Linked DNA regions of Rattus norvegicus: region 1 is linked to region 2. A link is a contact called in public Hi-C data. All regions are on one chromosome and are shown on one strand. The core of a region is the stretch at or near the end of the contact, and the rest is flanking DNA. Distances in the headings are between cores, read along the strand shown.

The links. A called contact is a pair of places that touch in the nucleus more often than the background predicts.
Region 1: a contact with region 2 is called in a Hi-C map of liver, with 7 times the contacts expected there. The contact joins the promoter of Snrnp27 here to the enhancer-like site in region 2. A contact is called at or near these places in 3 of 12 Hi-C or Micro-C datasets (kidney, liver and mammary epithelial cells).

Annotation. Positions count from the first base shown.
Region 1 is chr4:120,688,852-120,694,212 of GRCr8, reverse strand. It overlaps Snrnp27 (small nuclear ribonucleoprotein U4/U6.U5 subunit 27), which reads left to right and starts at 3,601. Exons shown (of 6, transcript NM_001108636.1): 1 at 3,601-3,668; 2 at 5,026-5,146. The coding sequence starts at 3,635.
Region 2 is chr4:120,472,747-120,477,834 of GRCr8, reverse strand. LOC134486603 (a long non-coding RNA gene) reads left to right here. Exons shown (of 3, transcript XR_010065852.1): 2 at 1,440-1,549; 3 at 1,850-5,088. It overlaps C4h2orf42 (similar to human chromosome 2 open reading frame 42), which reads right to left. Exons shown (of 10, transcript NM_001107872.3): 10 at 3,608-4,242. The coding sequence ends at 4,034. Among named protein-coding and RNA genes, the nearest start is that of C4h2orf42, 30 kb to the right of the region's middle. Within about 2 kb of position 2,129, at least 85 of the 93 cell types and tissues checked have an H3K27ac peak or open chromatin away from gene starts, as enhancers often do. A contact at or near this core is called in kidney and liver, where this site is marked.

The DNA of each region.
Region 1 (5,361 bases), core at 2,352-4,851, 210 kb before region 2:
AGCCAGCCTGTGCTACAGAGTGAGGAGAGAAATACCCAGTTAAAAACCTCATAGCTGCTGATGAGATTGGATCTGCTTCCCAGGCAGAGCCAAAAATGCAACCCAAAAGGAATGGGAGGAAACCGGACCATACACACAGCAAGCAGTGGATCGTGGGGCAGCAGCCAGGATCCAGAGTCCTCACCAGACAGCCAGTGAATGAGCCTTACTTGGGACGTCCCAGCGTACAGAGCTGTAAGAAACAAATTTCTGTTTATAAGCCACCTTCAGGAGCCTGAACAGATGAGGATGGCCCGTGTTATCCCCTAACGTACCATACTTTGCATTCTGCATTTAAATCTGCAGTCGGTCCTGAGTTAAGGTGCAGTGGACAAGGTTTAGGGCAATACTCACCAAATCATTGGTGAATTTTGTCAAATGCTTTTCTACATTTTATTATTTTGGTTGTAGTTTTTCTTTGCCCTGTTTTTCTGATGAACTAGACTGAACTTGATCGGTTTGGTGTAGTTCTTTTGTATATTAGCCAGCAGCTCACTAGGATTCCTGTCCTACTCGGTACGTTGGCCTAAAACAAAAGGAATGTATTCCCTCACAGTTCAAGAGCCCCAAAGAGCCGGCTCCAGCGGCTGAGACCAGGGTGTCAGGCAGCGTTGCTTCCTCTCCAGCTCCCCATGAGGAATCCACTCCCTGCGTCTTGGCAGCTTCCAGTGCTGTCATTCTGCTGTCAGCCTCCCTGCCCCTGGAGACTCAGGACCTGCTCCCCATATCGACCTTCCTCTGCCTGCCTTTCTGCAGATCTTTGAAACAGCACTGAGGACCCTTATGGATCATCGAGGGCAGCAGCCTCATCTGTACGTCCTTCTGTCCCACAGGGCAACATCCACAGGCTCAGAAGATGAGGACCAGGCATGTGTGGTGGCCTGTCTACTGGCCAAACAGTTTTCTTTCCTCCTCAGAACCCTAGCCCTGTGAATTCTGATACTGGGCTCTAGCAGTGTTTTCATACTCTTGAACATACTTCTGTAATTTGGCTTCCTTTCAGAATTCTCTCTGTTTGAGCCAACATGTTCCCTGGGGCAAGCCTTAGTCTCCTCAGGACAAGCTTCTGATGCCTATAATTCACAAATTGCTTCCTGGTCTTTATTTCTCATCTTTCCTCCAGGTCTGTGTTCTGTCTGCATTTAGTCAACTGTCTGGCCCAAATATCTACTTGGATGTGTGTGTGTATTTGAAACAAGATCTTAGCATGTATCTGGCCTCTAATTTGATATGTGACAGGCTGGTCTGGAACTTGCAGAGGTCTCTACTTGTTAACTTCCTCGAGCATGCAAGTGAAAAGGATTTGCCAGCATGCCTGCATGTACTTAATAGTGTAACTATCAAAATAGGATTTGGGGGGCTGGAGAGACGGCTCAGCAGGTAAGAGCACTGACTGCTCTTCCAGAGGTCCTGGGTTCAGTTCCCAGCAACCACATGGTGGCTCACAACCATCTGTAATGAGATCAGATGCCCTCTTCTGGTGTGTCTGAAGACAACTACAGTGTACTTATATGTAATAAATAAATATTTAAAAATAGAATTTGGGTTTTCCTACAAGCTGAAGAAAAATCAGTTTCTCAGAATGGAATAAATGTACACAGAGGGAGCTCCATTGGATTAATAAGGTGGCACTCGGGCAAGAGAATGTCCCATGTTACTCCTTGGCACAAGCGCCCTCAAATAATAAAGGAAGCAGCCGCCCACTTTCTTCTGTGTGTCTTCCATATGGACACCATCAGTGTTATGACTGTTAGAGACAAACCCTGACTTTCTCAGTAACCAAAAGGTATATATATATATTCGAACTGGTGAGATGCCTAAGCAGGTAAAGAAGCTCGGCACAATGTTATATGCACCTATGTGTGTGTGTATATGTGTGAACAAACTTGTATTCATATCACAGTGAAGTAGGACATAGCACAGTAGGTAATCTCAACTCTTGGGAATATTATTTACAGAAACCCTCCTAGAAGATCAAATTAGGCTGAGTGGCCTTTTATCCTTCTGGAACACACTGGACACTATCCACACTGTGAAAATGTCCTGTCATCTGCTTCCATGATGAAGACTGCAAGCCTCTTGAGGCACAGACCACGTCATCCCTCCTTTTACCCTAGTGCTGCCTGAGTGCAGTATCCATCGTTCAGCAGGCACTCAGAAGTGGCCGCTAAACTAATTTCATCGTACTTCCCAACCACTTTTGATCACCCATAGCCCCCATGTTGCTTTGCTCTCTTCTCACACCTCGAACGCACAGTGCTTTGGCTTCCCCTAATTCCCCTCTTGCACTGGGGACAGTGACTTCAACTTTCTGTAGTGTTTATTCAAGATTATCCCTAAAACTGCCTTTTAAATGACGAGAGACTCCTAATGCTCTTCCACACCTTGACACACATTATGCCATAATCTCAAAAATATGGAAGTCAGGCCTCATGGTGGGAATTCTAGTTAAGTTGAGAACAGGTATTAAAGAAGCTTACAAAAATGTATGTATTTAATTGTGTTTACTTTTTTTTACATGATGACTTGTGGACCAAAGGTTTTCAAACTAAAACTAGCCTCTTCTGCCTCCTCCCAAGTTTTTGTTCTAAAAGCCAAGCCTCAGCCTTTGACTGGCATCACCTAGCATTGGTTCCATCAGTGGAGGCTGCACTTCCATTCACTCTGTGTGTGTGTGTGTGTGTGTGTGTGTGTGTGTGTGTGTGTGTGTGTGTGTGTGTGTGTGTGCATCATAAAGCCTTTCATTTGGAAAGTTATGGCAACATTCTGGAGGTTCTTTTCAGGAGTAGGATGGAGTCTTTTACTTAACAAAAGTAAAAAGGCTGAGAGATGGCAGAGTACAGTTGGTAAGAGCATTTGCTGCTCCTTTTCTCAGTGCCTACTGTCAGGAGGTTCTAAATGGCCAATTGCATGGAATACAAGCCCTCTTCTAGGCTCTAGGGACACCCACATACGTACAAAATTAAAACTTTCTCACACCGCCATAGTAGTCCAGGGTGCTATCATCTGAGAAAATTTAAAGCTGACTTAATAAGAATCACGTGCAAAAGTCAAAAATCAGCTCATGCTGATTAGAATTCATGCGACCTAAACACTGTGATGCACTCTTTTAATCCCAACACTTGGGAGGCAGAGGCAGGCAAATCTCTGAGTTTGAGGCCAGCCTGGTCTACAGAGTAAGTTCCTAGCCAGGGCTAGTGAAACCTGTCTCAAAAATCAGAACAAAAAAGAACTAGTGTGATGTATTTTCAATGTGTGGAGAAACGCTGGGGAAAACAGGAGAGAATTATGCTGGGTGGAGCGATGCACAGCTAGGTGAGTTCTCCAGAAGGACAAAGGGGTCAAAGTACTTTGCGACAAGAAGGAAGAAATCCTAACTTGAAGAAGCAGAATCCGCCACAAGTTCTTTCAGGAACTTCAGGCCCTGGGGCGACATCCGGGACAGGACCTAGGTAGTCGGTTTGCTGGAGCAGCCGGAACCCTCGCAACGCGTCCTGCTAGTTTCCAGTCGGCCAGGAAAAAAAAAATCAAGTTCCGGCTGCTCCGGAAGTTATGGAGTCGTTTCCGGGGCGGTCGGAGGAGGAGTAGGACTCCGATGGGTCGAAGTCGTAGCCGCTCCCCGCGCAGGGGTGAGTCCAGAAAATCTCGCGGCTTGGGACGGTGACCAGTGCTACCCACGTCCTCAGCCCCGAGGGACGGGGAGAATGTGGGACGGGGCGAGGCCGGGGCCTGCTCTCCTCAGCCCCGCCCTGAATTAAGAGTTCCACAGTCCTTCCCTTAGCTTCTGGGGGGACTGTGCTTAAATCATAAATCAGCCCGCCATTCTCTAGTTCAATTCTCGTAATCATCCTAGATAACTTTACCTTGAAATATTGGTGTGAGAATTAACATCACCCTCATAACATTCAGCAAGTGATTGCCTTGGCTTATAAATGCTTACTAAAAATATAAGTTCCCTGCCTAGGTCATTAGTTGAAAGTGTTTAGAGTTTGAGACAGGATATCCTAATGTCTTTTGTATCCCAGCCCCTAAGAGTACAGGACTGAGGCGGTTTAAGGTGGGATTTGGGGGCAAACTCAGAGGATTACTGTGACCTTGGTCCTGTTAAGGGATTAGAATTAGTCTCTAGATGTTTAGAACAAGGCTCACCTTCAACTGATGTATACTCAATTTTCTTACTAGGCAACCAGGGCCTCGAGCAAATTGAGCCGTCAAAGTGCTGTAAATTTTCAATAGATTGGTTTTCCTTTTGGGAGGAAAATACCAATTTTGTGTTATTATGCTTTACTTTGACCATTTTACTAATTTGTACGATAGTGGTAAATTGAACAATGCCCTCATACACAGCCATACTTTCAAAACCACAAAACTTTATGTTAAGAATATAATTCCTATTGGAGGGATAACCTAATTAGATATTAAGCCATTGTATAAGCAATCGAAATATGGGTGATTTTAAATATACCACATTGTTTGACTTTAAAGTAATTTAAGTGAAGTTATGTGTTGATGTGTTAGTAGGTTTTCGGTGTGTGTGTGTGTGTGTGTGTGTGTGCTTGTGTTGAAGAGAACCAAACCTAGTGCCTCGCACATGTCCCTGAGCAATACCCCAACCTTTGTTTCACACACACACAGCCAGGGCCTTACCATAATAGACATTAGTCTTGAATGATTACATTTTCTGCCTCCACTTCTCCAGTCCTGGTGTTACAGATGTGTGTCACTATGCACAAGAATTACTTCTTGTTTGTTTGTTTATTTTTTAAGACAGGGTTCTCTATCACTTAGATGTGGCTATTCTGGAACTCGTGGACTGGCCTTGAACTCACGAACAGGGCCTGCCTCTTCCCTGAGTACCATGCTCGGCAGACTTTTTTTTTTAAAAAACTGTTCATTGTGACTACTAGAAGTGACTTGCATTATACTTGAATAGGACAGCTCTAGGTGTTCAAATTAACCTGTAGCTCTGCTGTGTTTGTGTCTTAGAACGTAGGCGATCCCGGTCCACATCTCGGGATCGAGAAAGAAGACGCCGAGAAAGGTCCAGGTCCAGGGAGAGAGATCGCAGACGGAGCCGCTCAAGATCCCCACACCGAAGACGCTCCAGGTGAGTGTAGACATGAAGTAAAACAAGACGAGAAAAGCCAGAAGCTTGGCTACAGAGATGTCCAGAAGGTGCCCCTGACTTTGCCTTTATCCCTTAGAAGGGGGCTCTGGTTTCATGGAATGGCAAAGTTTAATCGCAGGATTCTAAAGTTGGCATTACTCTTGGCCAATGGTTTAATTACACTGCATCAGCATCGTCTTTTAAAAAAGTTATCC
Region 2 (5,088 bases), core at 880-3,379:
ACACCGATGATTAGACTCAGGTACTGCTCAAACCCTCACTAATCTGTTCCTGAGGGCTGAGCCTATAGGTCTCTACAGCATGTTGGCTGATTCAGGATAGGAACCACTGCTTTTCCAGCCAAGGCAGGAGGAAAGGTCTTGTTCTATCTACACAGGTTCTGTCAACCGGGCTCAGAAAGTCTCAGGACATGACATTGAAGCTGCCTGTCAAGAAGCAGATACTTGGGCTGGGGATTTAGCTCAGTGGTAGAGCGCTTACCTAAGAAGCGCAAGGCCCTGGGTTCGGTCCCCAGCTCCAAAAAAAAAAAAAAAAAAAAAAGAAGCAGATACTTAAAAAGCTTGGGCTCCAAAGAACCACTACAGAGCACCACATATTTAACTGTCAGCCTTATCCTGGGACTTTCTCTGCTCCCACACTTCTGCCAAGCTCTCCATCGGCGGAAAATCAGGACAGTATACCAGTAATTCCAGTACTAGAAGGCTCAGGCATTCTGGGTTTGAGGCTTGCTTGGGCTGTGTAGTGAGACCCTGTCTTAAAACCCAGACAATTAGGGGTAAAAAGCTGTGTGTAAACTCAACCTCCAGTCTGTAGCCTTCTCTTGTCTCTAGTAAGATCCATGTACAGGCTGCTGTTCTTAGAGCACGGAGAACAGGCGCTGTGGGTTTGTAGGAAAAGCAGGTACAGAAGGGGTGACTGCTGCTAGACCTCGATAAATAGACTCTAATACAGAGCCCTTCCATTGGCCCACCCCTGCTGAAGGCTATGAGAAGGAAGACTGGATCCCTTCTGGGTTCTTTCTCTTTATTATTCCTCATATGCTGTCTTTCATCTGAAACCCAAAGTAGTCTTGTCATAATAAACATGACAGGACTGACTAAAAGAGAACATGGAGGGAAGGTCACAGGGTCCCTTACACCATGCAGGAGGTCCTGGGTACTCGCTCTACAGAAGACCCAAACCCTAATAACAGAGCTGGAAAGGTATCCATAGTTCAACTATGTCCCCACTGAGAGGAGAGGGAATCCACTTTTCTCAGCTCAAAGGATGCTTCCCAGACCTCAGCTTCCTACCCCTGTCTTTCTGGAAGTCAAGGACTGTGGGACGGAAGGGTGTCTCAAGGTCACTCGTGTGTGTGTGTGTGTGTGTGTGTGTGTGTGAGTGTGTGTGTGTGTGTGTTGTGCTGACAGTGACAAAGAATTAGGCTGGTGTTCAGGTAAATTCTGGTACCCACCTTGAGTTCTTTAGCAGGTCCCACTTCTAACTCCTTTGCCACCCATAGGGCTTACTGGGGTGGGAATGGGGATAAACTTCTGTTAAGCCAGGGAACAGAACACAAAACCTTCCTGGGAACGACTGCCCTTAGAAACAGAAAAAGACGAAACAAAACAAACCCACTGTACTACCAAGTCTTTGAGGTATTATGCCTTTTGTTCCTGAGGTGATGGTGGTTAAAGGAGGCCGGACGTGGCTGCTGCCCTGGTGAAAAGTCCACTGCAGGAAGGAGCCACAGACACACCTTGGAGGCCTCAGGGCTGAGCCTGGAGTAAGGTATGTGTGTTGGGAGAGGAGAGCAGGGCAGGCCTTCTAAATCCCTCCTACTATCTCTTCCTTTCTTTCCCATCCCTCTTTCTACCCTTAACCAATCCCCTCCCCCAACTCTTCCGGCCTCCCCCTCGCCTCCACGCTTCCTTCCTTCCTGGCTTTCCCCTGCCTCCACTTTCTACCCCATCCCATTTCCAGTCACTTTCTTCACTCCCTTTTTTCCTTAAAACCTTCCACACCTTCCTGCTCCCTTCGGCCCATCTCCCCTACCCATCCCCCTCTTCTCCCTCGTCTCCTCCCATCCAGCTCCACACGCGGCGGACGCCACGTCCCCAGCTCCGCCCACGCGAGCTTCGCGGGGAACCCCGGTGACGTCACCACCCGCAGCGCCCTCCTTCCCGCGCTCTCCAGAAAGGACGCGAAGGTGGTGACGTGTCCGGAGCGCCAGCGCGGCTGCGCACAAGGCGCGTGACCAACCTGCGGCGCCGCCTGGCGGAAGAACAGCGGCGGTGTGGCTGGAAGCGATGTGCGGCGGCAGCGTGGTAACGTCATATCGCGGGGCCACGTGAACGCATGCTGCTTCGGCTTCCCTTCTGCTAGTGTGGGCGGAAACGTGGCTTCAAGCCTTGCATTACTTGGCCTCCTGAAACAGCCTGACGTCGTCCGGCTGCTGGTTATGGGAAGTTTGAAGACCAGGAAACATAGAGACTGCGTACTCATCCCCTGCCTTTGTCAGCAACCGAAATTGTGTCTTAGGACGGTACCGAAAGCACCATCTCCAGCAACATGAGCAGATAACATGTGATGCTGTCTTTACGCAGACGAGGAATTCACGAATTAGTCCATTTCTACAGTATCCGGAGTCCCACAGGAGCGCATTCCAGACCGCAGCCAAAGCTGCTGGACCCACACCAAGTCGTAGAGGGGAAAGCAGGAAGGAAGTCAGTCATGCACCCAGTTGGAAACCGACCTTGTTTTTTGAAGTGCAGTTTTCCCACATAGCACTTCATACAGTGTCTGGGTCCTTGGACCTTACCCTGGGGCTTACAATTTAGATAGACACTTTTTGTTGAGCAGGTTGGAGCTGGGCGTTTCTGTCAATTGCAATTAAGAGGTTTTTGAAAAATATTTATTTATTATATGTAAGTACAATGTAGCTGTCTTCAGACACACCAGAAGAGGGCATCAGATCTCATTACAGATGGTTTTTGAGCCACCATGTGGCTGCTGGGATTTGAACTCAGGACCTCTGGAAGAGCAGTCAGTGCTCTTAACCACTGAGCCATCTTCCCAGCCCCCAACAATTAAGAGAGTTTTATACAACATTCCTATTCAAGGGCTGGAGAGATGACTCGGCAGTTAGGAGTATTGACTATCAGAGGACCTGTGTTCCCAGCATCTCCATGATGGCTCTCAATCATCCCTAACTCAAGCTGCAAGTGCTTCAACCTTTTCTGATTTCCCAGGGTACCAGGCACCCATGTGTTCATACATACATGTAGGCAAAGCATGACAGAAAACCCCCCTGCATATCAAACTAATATATTTCAAGTTGAAAGAATATATTCACAGAAGTAAACTAAACATAATTTTAGTACTGTGTAGAAATCGATCTGTAGCCCCAGTCGGCCTGTGGGAAGAGTAATGTCTATAACCCGGGGGAAAATGAAGACTCAATGAGAAAACTGACTGGAGTTAAGTGTAAACAGAAGTCGTGGCAGGTGTGCAGGAAATGTTTCATTCTCTACTAGAAGGCAAATTTTATCCACCATCTCTGTTCTGTGATGAGTGAACCTAGAACTAGGTTTTGAATTTTACCAGCTGCTTCAACAAAAAATCCCAGGTTCTCCCTTTGTAGTTCTTTTTTTTTTTTTTTTTTTCTTTTTTCTATTTTTGGAGCTGGGGACCGAGCCCAGGGCCCTAGCAAGTGCTCTACCGCTGAGCTAAATGGCCAGCCCTCCCTTTGTAGCTCTTGAAGTACTGGAACTCACGGCCCACTTTTTCCTGCTGACTACAAGATAAATTCTCCCAAAGGTTCTAATTGTAAAATCATGACATCGATGGTTTGGAAAAACTAGTGACATTGTACTTTATTTGTTATCAGGATAAAGAGTATGATTGGAGCTCTCAGGCAGAGAGAGAGAGAGGATTCTGCTCGGCCCAGGGCACCATTAACTTTCCAACACTGTTAGCTAAGATCCAGTGCTGTGACTTTAGAGAATTACAGAAAACAAGCTGCAGGTGACTCCAGGAGAAACCAGTGAGCTGGACTTTTGTAAAACTCTGGTCAGAAATAAGTGTCCAATTTGTAACGAAGACTGTACACACAAGGCTGTTTACAAAAGTCTTCTGCAGAACACACACGGATGGGCTGAGTAACTGCATCTTAGCCAAGTGCGGTTCATCGGCAGGGATTATAGAAGTGCTACTAGGATTTACAGTCCTCAGCAGTTGGGATGTGCAAACTCTGCAAAATACTCTTGATTTGCCTCAAGGGAAAGTGATAGTAGTCAGAGGGGCCAGCTCCAAAGGCTGGTCCATGGGTGGCCTCGGGTCCTGGTAATCAGCCACATGTCCGTTCCGGTGATGACCATACTCAAACTTGATTCGAAGCTCACCAATCTTGGATTGTGGGAGGATATCTGGGATCCACTCGATGATAAAGGGTGTTGGCTCCTTTTGATCTGGGGAAGTGTTCCCTACAGAGGGAAAGGTGCAGGCCAGTTAGTATGGGTCCACCTGACTCTTTGCCTTTGCTTTTGTTTCTTTCTAGACAGGGTCTTCACTGGAGCTCAGGATGTCCTCCTATTTACTGTGTAGCATATAACTCCTCTAGGTGTAGCTGGCAAGATGGCTCAACATAAAGCAGGCGTGGGGACACAAGCCTGGCAACCTGAGTTCAACCTGAGTTCAAGCTCCCGAACCAGCTCCAACAAGTTGTCCTCTGAGCTCCTCCATATACATAGATGTACACACCACTGTGGAAGTAAGCTGAATAAACCCTTTCCTCCAAACTTGCTTCTTGGCCATGATGTTTGTGCAGGAATAGAAACCCTGACTAACACCACCCCCCACCCCTCCCCCCTTTTGTGGCTGTCTTTCTCTGTGTAGCCCTCACTGTTCTGGAACTAGCTCTGTGGACCAGGCTCACGTGCTTCTAGAGTGCTGGGTTTAAAAGCATTTACCACCACCCTGAGTTTGTAACACATTCTTAACAAAGGAGGAGGCAGGGTAACCAAAATTCTAATGCAGAACATTTTACTCTGTTCAGCTTTAAATAATTTAAATAAGAAGCCAAAACTGGGCTTAGTTGCCCACACCTGCAATCCCAGCACTCTTTGGATGCAGACAAGTGGATCTCTGTGAGCTGGAGGCTGGTCTGGCCTACAAAGCAAGTTCCAGGCCAGGCCAGCCAGGATTACATAGTAAGACCCTGTCACAACCAATGCTGCAAAAGAAACAAAAAGAACAGGGCCAACAAACGTTAGTGGTTAAGGGCACTTTCAGGGAGCTCTTGGTGGAAGGGGAGAACCGACCTTTGCAAG